Regions from separate parts of the Mus musculus genome. Here regions 1 and 3 are each linked to region 2. A link is a contact called in public Hi-C and HiChIP or PLAC-seq data. All regions are on one chromosome and are shown on one strand. Each heading gives the region's core, a stretch centred on a gene start, on an enhancer-like site or on the middle of the called end of the contact. The rest is flanking DNA. Distances are from core to core; before and after follow the strand shown. Region 1 has its middle 420 kb from the start of Chordc1. Region 2 has its middle 200 kb from the start of Gm39296. Region 3 has its middle 250 kb from the start of Chordc1.

The links. A called contact is a pair of places that touch in the nucleus more often than the background predicts. HiChIP or PLAC-seq counts read pairs in DNA pulled down with a chosen protein or histone mark.
Region 1: a Hi-C map of embryonic stem cells shows a contact between it and region 2, with 2.0 times the contacts expected there. The contact joins two enhancer-like sites. A contact is called at or near these places in 1 of 484 Hi-C or Micro-C datasets (embryonic stem cells) and 2 of 115 datasets of contacts at active chromatin or transcription factors (both in embryonic stem cells).
Region 3: a contact with region 2 is called in an H3K27ac HiChIP or PLAC-seq map of embryonic stem cells, with 5 read pairs. The contact joins two enhancer-like sites. A contact is called at or near these places in 2 of 484 Hi-C or Micro-C datasets (both in embryonic stem cells), 2 of 115 datasets of contacts at active chromatin or transcription factors (both in embryonic stem cells) and 1 of 9 other capture datasets (embryonic stem cells).

Annotation. Positions count from the first base shown.
Region 1 is chr9:17,873,316-17,877,614 of GRCm38.p6, forward strand. No RefSeq gene overlaps it. Among named protein-coding and RNA genes, the nearest start is that of Chordc1, 420 kb to the right of the region's middle. Within about 2 kb of position 1,661, at least 6 of the 459 cell types and tissues checked have an H3K27ac peak or open chromatin away from gene starts, as enhancers often do. A contact at or near this core is called in embryonic stem cells, where this site is marked.
Region 2 is chr9:17,555,617-17,559,489 of GRCm38.p6, forward strand. No RefSeq gene overlaps it. Among named protein-coding and RNA genes, the nearest start is that of Gm39296, 200 kb to the left of the region's middle. Within about 2 kb of position 2,220, at least 15 of the 459 cell types and tissues checked have an H3K27ac peak or open chromatin away from gene starts, as enhancers often do. A contact at or near this core is called in embryonic stem cells, where this site is marked.
Region 3 is chr9:18,039,410-18,043,711 of GRCm38.p6, forward strand. No RefSeq gene overlaps it. Among named protein-coding and RNA genes, the nearest start is that of Chordc1, 250 kb to the right of the region's middle. Within about 2 kb of position 2,067, at least 4 of the 459 cell types and tissues checked have an H3K27ac peak or open chromatin away from gene starts, as enhancers often do. A contact at or near this core is called in embryonic stem cells, where this site is marked.

The DNA of each region.
Region 1 (4,299 bases), core at 411-2,910, 320 kb after region 2:
CAAAATGCAAAGCATAGTATACTTTCTTGGGCCACCAATTATAAGGTAATTATGGGAGTTAATAATCATACAGCACCCAATCATTAGAAAAAGTCAGTGAAAAATGGCAGTGATTAAGTGGAAAGCTGAAACTTTTGCTCTTCTTTGGCCACAAGTAAAAATCTCTTTAGCTCTCTTAAGCAAATGGTTATAATCAAAAACATAAACCTGAAAATGTGGACAATATACAGCTGTAGAAGAGGTCCTGGAGCAGTTCATTATTATCAGAATAAAAATTAGATAAGAGGATTAGAGACCAAATTGAGAATCAAAGAGACCCAAAGTCATGGGGTGAAGACATATAAGAGAGAGAAATAAAAGAGTTTTAACACTTCAGATTCTCGCAGCTCTTGAGATTATCAAAATATTCACTTTAATTGGGTGTTTTAAGATGGCTATTTTGGATTGTGGTCTGATGAGCACTTAAATGACATTAAGAAAAAAATAAGACAAATAGCACTGCCCTGACTTACAGTATTTACAAATGTGTAGAGTATAAGGAAATAGTAACAGGATGCTGACTACCATCTGAATCTACCAACAGTGTAACAGAACTCTTACCTCATAATTGTCTTCTAGAAACTGGTTCCAACTCATTCCAGTTCATCACTGGGCCAGAACCTATGAGCCCTGATCATTATTTCTCATGAAAAACAAAACACTCAATAATTTTAAAAATGTAATATAACCTAGCTGAGGAAGCATTAAGAAGGAAGAAATTTTACCTTGAAAACTATAGTCTCGAACACAGAAATGATGTCCCTGATAAAATGACAATATTCCAAGGTGTGGAGGAAACATGTAGTATAAGTTGGATTTTAAAGATTATTTTACTGCTAGGAGGGTACTAAACTCTGTGACTATTATACACTTTAATGTTTTGAAAGCACCTTCAGATATGATAAAATATAGATGGAATGGTCATACAAGTCTTGTGAAAACAAATACTACACAATGTAAGCATATAATCTTTGGAAGACAGAAAGACATGAACATAAACTCACAAAGATGGACAGATCCCATCACAAACAGAACAATGTCTCCCAAGTTTCTAGAGTGCATGCTATTGCTCAAAATCACAAACATTAAGGGGATTTCTGTGAGAACATGTAGAGAACCAATCCTTGAGGCCAGACCCAAGGTTACAAAACACATGTCTATAACAGGGCTTCATAAGTGTTATGAAGTCAAAGGTTCAAATAGCACAAGACAAGGATAGTTAGTTGTCAGAAACACCCTTAGCAATTGCCAAAATAACTCCAAGGACAGAGTAGAAATAATGGTAATAGAAGCACAGAGTCTATGGAGATGATTTCTAGAAAGTAGGGCAGGCACAATAGAAGACTGGATAAGTTAAGCACCGCTGTTATGACTGCCAAGATCTGGAGGTTTCTACTATAGGAATCTGTAGCTGAACACTAACTGGGTTCCTGAGTGGGAGACAAGAGCTGTATGGAAGGCAATGGAGAGAAATAATGGAGGCCAAGATATGTTTCTGTTCAAGGCCCTCAAGTTTACTAAGAGTCTGTGCTTATAAAGGAGGAAGGCTGGCCCCCCACCAGTCCATTCTTGGTGCCTGTTGCAAGCCTGTAGTTGATCTGTTGGATGCTGTCTCCCGGAATATCTCAAGGGCCTCTCAGCAGGTAGCAGTGTCTTGGCGAAGAGCAGCAGCAGGTGATAGAACAATAGAGCCATCTAAATCTGAAGGCTCCACCCCAGGTGGTCTCAGTGGCAGCAAGGTTAAAGCCCCAGGTGGTTTCAGACTCAGTGGCAGCAAGGTCAAAGCCAACCTACTCAAGGCTGGGGGAGGCTACAGGAATCAGTTGTTGGAAACATTGAAAAGTGTTCTCTTACCAATGAACCACAATGTCATGTAGGCATCATATTATTTTTGGAGGTAACTATGTTCTATTCTCTGGAGATTTGCCTGGGACCATTTACTTATAGTTTTATAAACTGCCTGACTAGAATTTGCCAAAGTACAGAACAAGGACTTGAACTACATCTACAATATGAGGCCCCATGAACTGTATATTTTTGCCTTGCTTCCAAAACAATCTTAAATATAAACGGAGGAAGATGATGTAATCTTCAACAGATAATTCACTGTCTTTAAGAAAATACCTGTAACAATACCAACACAACTGGAAGAAATGATTTACTATCTGGCCACTGGTAGATAAAACATCACATAACAAGACAGTCCATGCTGGCACCATGACACAGATATTGTCAGATATTTCAGCAAGCTTAGCAGTATGTATCATAAAATAGAAATGATTATCTGGGACCAAGATTGAGCGCAGTAAAAGGATATAAGAAAGTTACATGACTGGGTGCATAAAACTCCAATCCTGAAACACTCTCAAGTTCATACATGATCATGCAAAGAGTCCCCGCCACTGACAACAAAGAAGGAAATTTAAAGTAGGCTAGTACAAGTCAGCTCAATCTCTTTGTGAAATCAGAAAGACTGTGGCTGTGCTTCAGCATGTATGAAAGGGACATGTATGAAAGACTGGCTAGCTTCCCTTCTGTCTGTTGCACATGACAGGAAGCTTGTATTCTGAAGTACTCTGAAGTAAAAATAGTCAGATTTGGGCACAGTATTCAATGATTTATCCAGTAACTCACAAGCTATGGAGAAACAACTGGCGATGCTGATCTTAGACACAAAGTTACATGTGAAGAGCATCAAGGTAGGCCTATGAATACAAAGTGTGAGAGTCTTTCTTATGCACAATGTATTTTATATCCTTGTTAACCAAATGTCTTAGCCATTGGTACCATTGCTATATGGCCAACCCTTGGGCGGCAGCCATGAGCATCATTAATTGAGGCTGACTAAAAGGCTCTGGCTCAACTTCCATTCACCAACGTGACACAGTTTTTCTCCTAGTGAACACACAACTTATAGAAAAAAATAAATGTTGATCATGTGAAAAGTAACCATTCCTTAAAAGATTCCAGCTTTTTCTTGTGGGTTAACTGAGTTAAACAAATTCACTCTGTAGTATTGACAATTTATCTTGACTTTATTTGGTGAATAAATATATAGGTTAGCCTGATCTTCAGACCTATCTGAGGTAAAATAAGATGATACTGGATAACCTCAGATCATATCAGGATCCATGCCACAAGAGATGGTACATAGTGAGACTATCTACTCATTTTAGTTTGAGTGCCATGCCATTCAACACTTCCAACCCAATAAAATGAGGTATGACTACATTGTCATTTTGAAATGGTATTTGAAAATGGTGGTATATGTGCTCTAGAAGAACTAAGTGAAAACTTACTTTATACTCAGAGAAGAGAATACCTTGAGAAGCAGAAATACTCTCACTATGACTCACATTAACCCACTAGAGAAACTACCCTATATACTGCACTAGATAACATGAATAAAATTAGATATTTAGATTCTGCGGTTAAACAAGAGTTCTATAAAACTGTATTTCTGAAAACTCATAGCTTCATACTTCTTGCACAAGGAGACCTACAGGAAATAAATGAATATTATCACAAACCTGACATGCAAAACGGACTCTAGTTATTATAATGAGGTATAGTGAATGAATAAATGCACCTCTGTATCAGGCATTGGTATCCAGGCATATAGCATGAGTTGAGATAAGTAAAATAGATTATGTTCAAGTTATATGTTTATATAATGGTTGGGCTGTCTAAGGAAGACCCAGAGATATAGGACAGACTGACTCAAAAAGGTTGTTCAGAAATGAATTAACTGGTACCCATAAACATTTTCTTCTGCAAGGACACTTCTGCATCTTGTTTTTTTATTGTTTGTGGGTGTGTGTGTGTGTGTGTGTGTGTGTGTGTGTGTGTGTGTGTTCTTATTTTATTGCTGTCTGTGACAAGGTCACAAACTCCCAAAGTGGTATAGAACTCACAATATAGTCTAGGCTAGCTTCAGCTTAAACAATATTCCTGCATCTACTGCTGAAGTTCTAGAGTTACTTCTACCATTATGCTTTATATTCTATTCCCTTTAGATCTTTCCACTACATTAACCCTGAAAATTAAATATTATTTTCCGACAGTTTATGAGCCTTTAGACCACAATTATAAATACCTTTTCAATAACAAGAACAGTCATTTTGAAAATAAATATATGATGATTGTAGACTAGCTATACTGTTATCTTTAGCATCAAGCAGCTCTTATCTGATTCAGGCAGGACCAGAATGAGTTAAACAATGAATACAGGTTTTCCAATCAGCTAAAAGAAGCTGTTTA
Region 2 (3,873 bases), core at 970-3,469:
GGCAGGCAGATTTTTGAATTTGAGGATAGCCTGGTCTACAAAGTGAGTTCCAGGACAGCCAGGGCTACAGAGAAACCCTGTCTCAAAAAAATAAATAAATAAAATAAAATAAAGTATAGTCATATCATTTATCCTTTCACTTTCCTCTTTCTATATCCCCTGTACCCATTCTAGCTCTCAAATTCATGTATATTATATTCATATATTTAATATTGGCATAACTATTTAATATTTGATTTAATCATTCATATATGTTCCTGAATATCACATTTTCAGTTTCAGCCTGTGTATTATCACCCATATGTTGCATGTAGTTTTATGCTACCAAATTTACTCCAGGATAATTTGTGTTACCAGCCCCCACGTGGCTTGCCTTAAATCCATGGATAAACACACACACACACACACACACACACACACACACACACACACACACACACACGGGTTTCTTCCTTTTCAGCTTGCCTTAGGAAATAATTGCTGGGTACTACTATCTCCTGCCTGGAAGTATTCTTAATAATATTTCTTCTCCTCCCACATTCCCTAAACTTCAGTGGCTAGTTCCACCTAGTCCCTCCCAAACATCCATGACAACTTGCCTGTAGTAGTCGCCATAGACCTGAGCTCCTCCTCAGGCCTCCCATGGCTGCTGGTTTCTTCTTCCTCCAAAGCAAGGCAGTAACACCTCCTCTCCTTCCTTGTGTCTGCTGTTTCCTCCTGGGACCCAGAAGTCCCACCTGTACCTTCTGCCCAGTAATTGGCCCCCAGCTTTCTTTACTGATGGATCAAGAACCAATAGGGAACAGAACCTTAGCATCAGAACCACCCCCTTCACTCATATACATGTTTTTAGGTCTGATCATTTGGTATTGGATAGCCAGCTGGTGAACTCATTTTGGGTAAGACTATTTTTCCCACTCTCAGCATTCCTTAGTTTCCTGCAGTTCTTTGTGTAGGATTGGGACATTGTCTCTGCAAATCCACTTGTCCTGTCTTTTCTTTTACCAATCTTCATTTCAGGTTGAGGCAGCCTTGTTGCTGAGACTTTAAGAATATAGCTGTGACATTGCTTGGAGACATAATCTCACAGAAAATTTTCTGATTCTCTGGTTCTTATACTCTTTCTGGCCCCTCTTACACAATGTTTCATGAGCTTTAAGAACAAGAATATTTTATGGATGGAACTGTGATCCATAGCTCTGCATTTTGATTGCTTGTGGGTTTCTGTACTGCTCTCTGTCTGTTAAAAGGCATATTTCCCTGATGAGGCATGAGAACTACACTTATTCTCTATATAAGAACAAATGCATAGTTTTCATTTATTAATTCAATTCATTTGGGACCTGGAGTGTAGCTCAGTTGGTGAAGTGCCCGGTGCTATGATATAATGTAAGGTGTTTCATGTCAACTTGATGCAAACTAGAGTCATCTGGAGAAAGGGAGCTTCAATTAAAAAAAAATGCTTCCGTAATATTGGGCTGTGGGGCATTCTCTTAATTGATGATTAATGGGGGAAGACCCAAACTTGTGGCAGGATTTTCCCTGTCCAGTTAATGTAAATATTAATGCAGCAGCAAGCCTATTGAATAGCCACAGGTGTATATATATATATCATAAAAGATAGAATAATTGGAAAATCATGTTTAATCTAGGTGGACTGCTTGTATCATTATCAGTTGGCCCTATAATTATTGTATGGGCATCCTGTGAATTGAGAATTTACTGTTATGTAAATCTGAATGGTTAATTATAAGCTTCAAGAGTTTTGATTTTACTGGGTTACTGGGTATTGTGATATCTTGCCACATCCACTCCAGTAGTGACCCACATAACAGGCCCAAAAGCCTGGTCGCAGTCCCGAGGCGAAATGTTCACGGACACTTAGTCTCCTGGAACCGTGGCATCCTCTAATAATGAATTCTCCAAATCTGTTCTTGCTTTAGTCAGTAAACAGATCTGTGTGCTTTCACTCAATATTGCTTTAACATAAGGATTGATTTTGACATATAGTTAAGTTAGGTTCTTCACCAGTCCTAGGCAGTCCTTGAGCTGAACCTGGGCATGGATAGCTGAGTCACTGCCCTACACAGGAATTTACAATTATCTAGGAAGAAGGAAGGTTGTAGTCTAGGGAGGAGCTAGAGTAGATACTTAGAACAATAGATAGCTGAGTTACACCCATACACAGGAATTTACAATGGCCTAGGGGGAAGGTGGACTATACAATAGACTAGAATTGGAATTGGCATAAAGCCATTGCCCCTGGCTTCTAAGATTAAGCTGACCTTAGGTGGGGCTGCTTTTGATCCCAGTTGTTAACACTGATTTTTATCCCCATTGGTTCCTCTTAGCTTTTTTTATGCATTCCTCTGTTTTGTGTAAAAGTCACTTATAAGATTGGTGCTTGCTTTGAGACAAAATACATTCAGATACGCATACTCACTGTGCCATCTTCTTGCTTGCCTGTAACCAGAACCCCAAAATTTCTTCCGTGGATTGAGGGAGGCTGACTAGGGCTGGTCCGTGGCAATGTCTAAACTTGAGGTGGGCAGTCATTGTATGGGGCCGGCATGGCAACGACCCACCAAGGGAAATTAGCAAGTCAGGTGGAGACCTCTTGGGAGACCCAGGCCAGAAAGTCTGCTGAGATGAGAACACCTGGCTGGAGCCATATGGCCAACCATTGCCCTGTGTAGCATGGTAAGATGCTGACCATTTTTAATATTTCCTGCAACACAACCTGTTGTGGGTGGTGCTGTCTCTGCATTACTGGTTCTAGATTTTATTTAAAAAGCAGACTAAGTAATCTATGATGAGGAAGCCAGTAAGCAGCACTCAGCATCAGATCTTGCGTACAGGTTCCTTTCCTGTTTTGAGTTTTTGTCCTGAATTTCTTCAATGGTAAACAGTGATTTGGAAGCCTAAGATAAATACCTTCCTGCCTAACATGTTTCATCATATTGTTTCATCACAGCAATAGTAACCCTAGTTAGGGGAGGGAGGAGGAAGAGGGAGGGAGGGAGGGAGGGAAGGAGGGAGGGAGGGAAAGACAGACAGACAGACAGACAGACAGACAGAAAGAAAGAAAGAAAGAAAGAAAGAAAGAAAGAAAGAAAGAAAGAAAGGATTACATCACCTGATGAATAACATACCAGATATGCCTTTGGTTTCCATATACATTTCCTTACATATGCAGGAACAGCCAGCCGTATGCATTGGCAACCCCCAGACAGATGTACATGCAAACTTAAACTCACATAGTAGAGATTTTTTTTTTTTTTTTTTGCAACAAATGAAAGAAAACACAACAGAACCAAAAAGGAAGCATAAGCAGGGAGCAGTAGCATATCCCTGTAATCTCAGCAAGCAAAGGTAGAGGCAGGTAGATCAGAAGTTCCATGCAAGCCTCATCTACATACTGAGTTCAAGACTAGCCTGGACTACTATGCCTCAAAAAGGGAAAATATAAAACAAAAACAGGTACATTTAGTATGATCAACATCTACCTATATAAAACAATAGCAATATATCAATATGTGACCACATTTCAGAAAATTAACAACCCAGAGAAAAATAAATCCATATTTTGAAGAAAGAAATAAGGAAAAATAATGAAGTTTACAGTAAAAAAAAAAATAACTAAGATGGAGATTTAAAAGAATTCAAATGCTAAATGATGAAACTGGTAGATTCCTCAAAAAGATAAAGTCCCCAGTATTTTTTTCAATGGCTTAGAAATGGAAGGCAGGGTGACAGGCTCAGAAAAGGAAAGAGAACCATGAAGCATAACATTACAGAAATGAAAAGATTGAGAGTTGCTGCAAACAGACACCAATAACAAAGAATAAACAGATAATTCCACATGCATATGTC
Region 3 (4,302 bases), core at 817-3,316, 480 kb after region 2:
ACACACACACACACATATGTATATATACACATTGCATTTTGATCCTTTGAGATTCACCAACCCATCCTTTATTATCTGATACATCATCCTCTTTTTTCTGTTTGTTTGTTTTTAATAACCCACTTAGACCACTTTGTTCTACCAATATATTCATGAATGTGGTACCACCCACCAGAGCAATGCCGACCTACCATGGACCACACCCTTAAAGAAAACTGGTTCTTCCCTCTTCAGAAGCCTTCAGTTGTCAATAACTGAAACAGTAGCAGTAGGGGAACTTGTGAGCCAATCTCTGGCAATGCTAGAATATTGACTGGATTAGTCTTGTATGGGTGTTTTGCAGGCAATCATAGCTTCTGTGGTTTCATGAGTGCAGTGGTCATGTCATTTTCAGATCACACTGTTTTCCTCTAGTACTCCCTGGCCTCTATCTCTTACATACAATATGAAATAGTTCCTGAACTCCATAAAGGAGTGTGACACAAATGTCCTATAGATTTGGTTGAGCATTCCACTTCACTGCACATAGGGCCTATTCATTGAATCTGAAACAAAGCCCATCTCAGAATCCCCCAAGAATGATTTCTTCACAGATAAGACCATGTATTCTACCCATATAATTTCTAGAATTCCTATAGTACTTCTTGTAGTTCACTTGTTAATTTCCTTGAATATTTAAGGTACTGTTCTCTTTTGTTGCAAATAGAGTTTATATTTCCATATATACAGCCTAACTATCTATCATCTCCTCCTAGTTCCTTCCTACCTCCCATCCCATCTGAATCCATTCTCTTTCTGTCTCTAATTAGAAAATAAAGAGAATTCTGAGGGATAATAATAAAATAAAGTAATAAAACAAAAACAAATGCATTGGAATAGGACAAAACAAATAAGAGGGAAAGACCAAGAAATGACCAAGAAACAAATATAGACCCAGAGACATACTTATTCACACATTCAGAAACTCCATAAAAACACAAAACGAGAAGCCATAAAATATACCCAAAAGGCCTCAAAGAAAGGAATATTGGAAAATAAAAATAAAAGATAATAATGCTGGCTATTGATAGCCTCTATTTTTGCATTTTTATTAGCTATTTTCTTTACTTACATTTCAAATTTTATCTTCTTTTGTCATTTTTCTTCCGAACCCCCCATCCCACCCCCTCTCCCTGCTCACTAACTCAATCGCTACACTAGGGCAGCTTCCCCTTCCTTCTCTACTCCAAGCCCCTCCCTTTCACCTCTTCCTCAACCTAACCCTCACTCTTCTTCTACTCAGAAAACGGGAAGTTCTCCAATGGATAGCAATCAAACTTGGCATATCAAGTTGCAGTATTGCTAGGTGCTTCTTCATCTATTGAAGCTAGACAAGCCAGCACAGTTAAGGAGAAAGGGATCCAAAGGCAAGCAGCAAGTGAGAAATAGCCCCTGCTCCCACTTTTAGGAGTCTCACATGAAGTCTAAGCTGGATACCTGTTACATATGTGCAGAGGACCTATCTTTCTCCCATGCATGCTTTCTGGTTGGCAGTTCAGTCTGTATGAGCAACTGTGAGCCCAAGTTAGTTGATTCTGTACAGATTCTTGTGGTGTCCTTTACCCATCTGGCTCCTTCTATCCTTTCTCCCCAACCTCTTTCACAGAATAACCCAAGCTCCACTTAATACTGGGCTGTGAGTCTCTTCATCAGTCTTGATCAGTTGCTAGATAAAGCTTTTTATGAGAGTTGTGTTAGGGCCATGCCAGCAAGTACAGCAGAATGTCATTAATAGTGTCAGTGGTGGGTTCCTTCTCATGGCATGGTTTTTAAACTGGGTCAGTCATTGGTTAACCCTCCCCTCAAATTCTGCTCAGTCTTTTACCTCTGAGCATTTTATAGAAAGAACAAGTTGTGGTTCTAAGATTCTATGGCTGTTTTGCTATCCCAATCCCTCTTGCCTGTTTACAGGAGATGTCCAGTTTAGGATCCATATTCCTTATTGCTAGTGGTAGTAGCTAGGGTCACCCTTGGATTCCTGCGAGTTTCCACTGTCCTAGGTTTCTAGCTAATCCTAAAGATTCCTCCTGTTGTGGATTGTCCTGGTGCTGTTTGTATTTTGATGCTAATTCTTCTTCCCAAGAGGGGCTGCCTGGGAAGCGGAGTGAATCAAGTACTCAGGTGACTTCAAGTGAACCTTCCCTTAATGAATAAAGATTTCAAGGAATGGGTAATTAGGCTGAATTTCTGGATCACAGAGAGGAAGCAGGAAGCAGAAGAAGGACACTTATGTTTTGGATGGGAGAGTTGATGGAGAACAAACAAAGGTCCCCAGTTCAGGTGGAGGATCCATAGGGATCCGCTACCAGAGGATATATAACTTAGAATAGTTTAGAATTTACTAATTGTAATTGCTAGTTGCTACACCCAGGGATTGTGTTGTCTTTTGACTCTAAACTAAGATTGTATGGTGTTTCCTTCACTAAGCAACTCAACTGAGCTCCAGAGAAAAGATACAGTGGCAGGGCACTCCAACCAGCCACAGGAATTTGGAAGCATGGGGCTGGTGTGGCAACGGTCCACCATGGCAACTTAGTGAGCTGGGTGGAGAGATTTGGGAGCTCTGAGACAGAGGTTCTGCCGGGCTGAGAACATGCCCAACAGTCTCCTGGAGCTTTGCTTGTGGTAGCAAGGGATTCTTTATTATATTTCATGCTACAGCCCCCTAATCCAGTTATCTCTCCAGTACTCTCCCTCTCCATCCTCCTCCTACCTCATCACTCCCATTCCTGTCCTTACAACCCTCCCCCCACTCTGGTCCCTCTCTCTATCTACCTCCAATATCTAATCTTTTCAGTAAGATTTAAATGTTCCCCTTAGGCCCTCCTTGTTACTTCCAAAAATAAAATAAAATTTTTAAAAATTAAAAATAAAAATGCCTAATACAACATTATGAGTCAAGGAACCATATTTGTTCTGTGCTTTGAGGCCAATGCTACCCCATCCTCGTCGTTTACCAGCTAACGTCCTTATTACTTCTTATATATTAGAAATATATGCAACCCAAAGAGCTTCTTCTAGTGCTTTACTGACCTTGAATGCACAAACGTGAGGCTCTGAGTTTGATGAGGATAATGAGGGTTCTGAATGTTCTGAGGGTTGTGGAGGCATGGAGAGTTCTCAAATACTTTAGAGCGCTAAGGAATCTGCTGAGGGTACTAAAGGTATTAATCATTATGGAGTCTCTAAAGACTATGAAGGGACTGTGGAGTCTGTAAGTGATCTAAGGATTCTGAGGTTTCTAAAAGATGTTGTAGCCTCCCACAAGCCTGAAGCAGGCTGAGCCAGAACTTGACCTTGCTGCCACTAAGGAGATTATCTAGGGTGGAGCCTTCCTTCCTAGATCACTCTATTGTTGAGCCACTGTCAATGTTCCTCTTCAAGGTACAGCTACCTGCTGAGAGGCCCCCCGGAGCTATTCCAGAGACTACGCCCTATCCTGCACATCATCAGCTGCAGCTGGTTCCAGGCTCCAAGGATGAATTGGTGGGAATGGTTTTTTCCATGCAGTTTGATGGGTTTTCTGAATTGCTCATATATTACCTTTACGATGCAGAGATGTATGGCATTTTATATAGGGTTTTTATTATGAAAACTTGGTGACTCTAACACATACTTTCTTGGTTTTATTTAGGCTCCTGCATGACTTTTATTCTTGATTTTTTAATCAATATTGCATTTATTGATTTGCACATGTTAAGCAATCTTCACATCTTTGTAATGAAACCAACTTGTATTATGGCTTGGTATATTTACATTGTGTTGCTGAACTGGATTTTCCAGAATATTAGAGCTTTCTTCATCAACGTGTATACAATTTTGGTATAAGGCTAATTAGTAATGGGCTTTATATGGTTATTTGAGAACTTTTTTATCCAAAAGTTTATTATATAATCCCCATTTATTTGGCTGAAATTTCTCATTAAACTTGTAGTTGACTTCTGGTTTCATTCCATTGTGATCTGATAAGAAAAAAGTTAAACCTACTTTTTTTGTATCCATGAAGACTTAGTTTATTACTTTAAAATATGATATATTTGAGGAAAAAATTATACAGTGATAAAAGTTGAAAAGAATGTGTTTAGGTGGTATATGTTTTATATATATATTCCATTTGATCTATAAGTTAATGCTAATGTTACTTTTTTGTCTGGATGACATTTCAGTGATGGTGGAGTTTTGAAGTCACATTATTAATTCATCAAAGCTTGAGTACTCAGTAAACTGCATTCAAATGACCCTGATCCTGATCCCAGAGGCAGG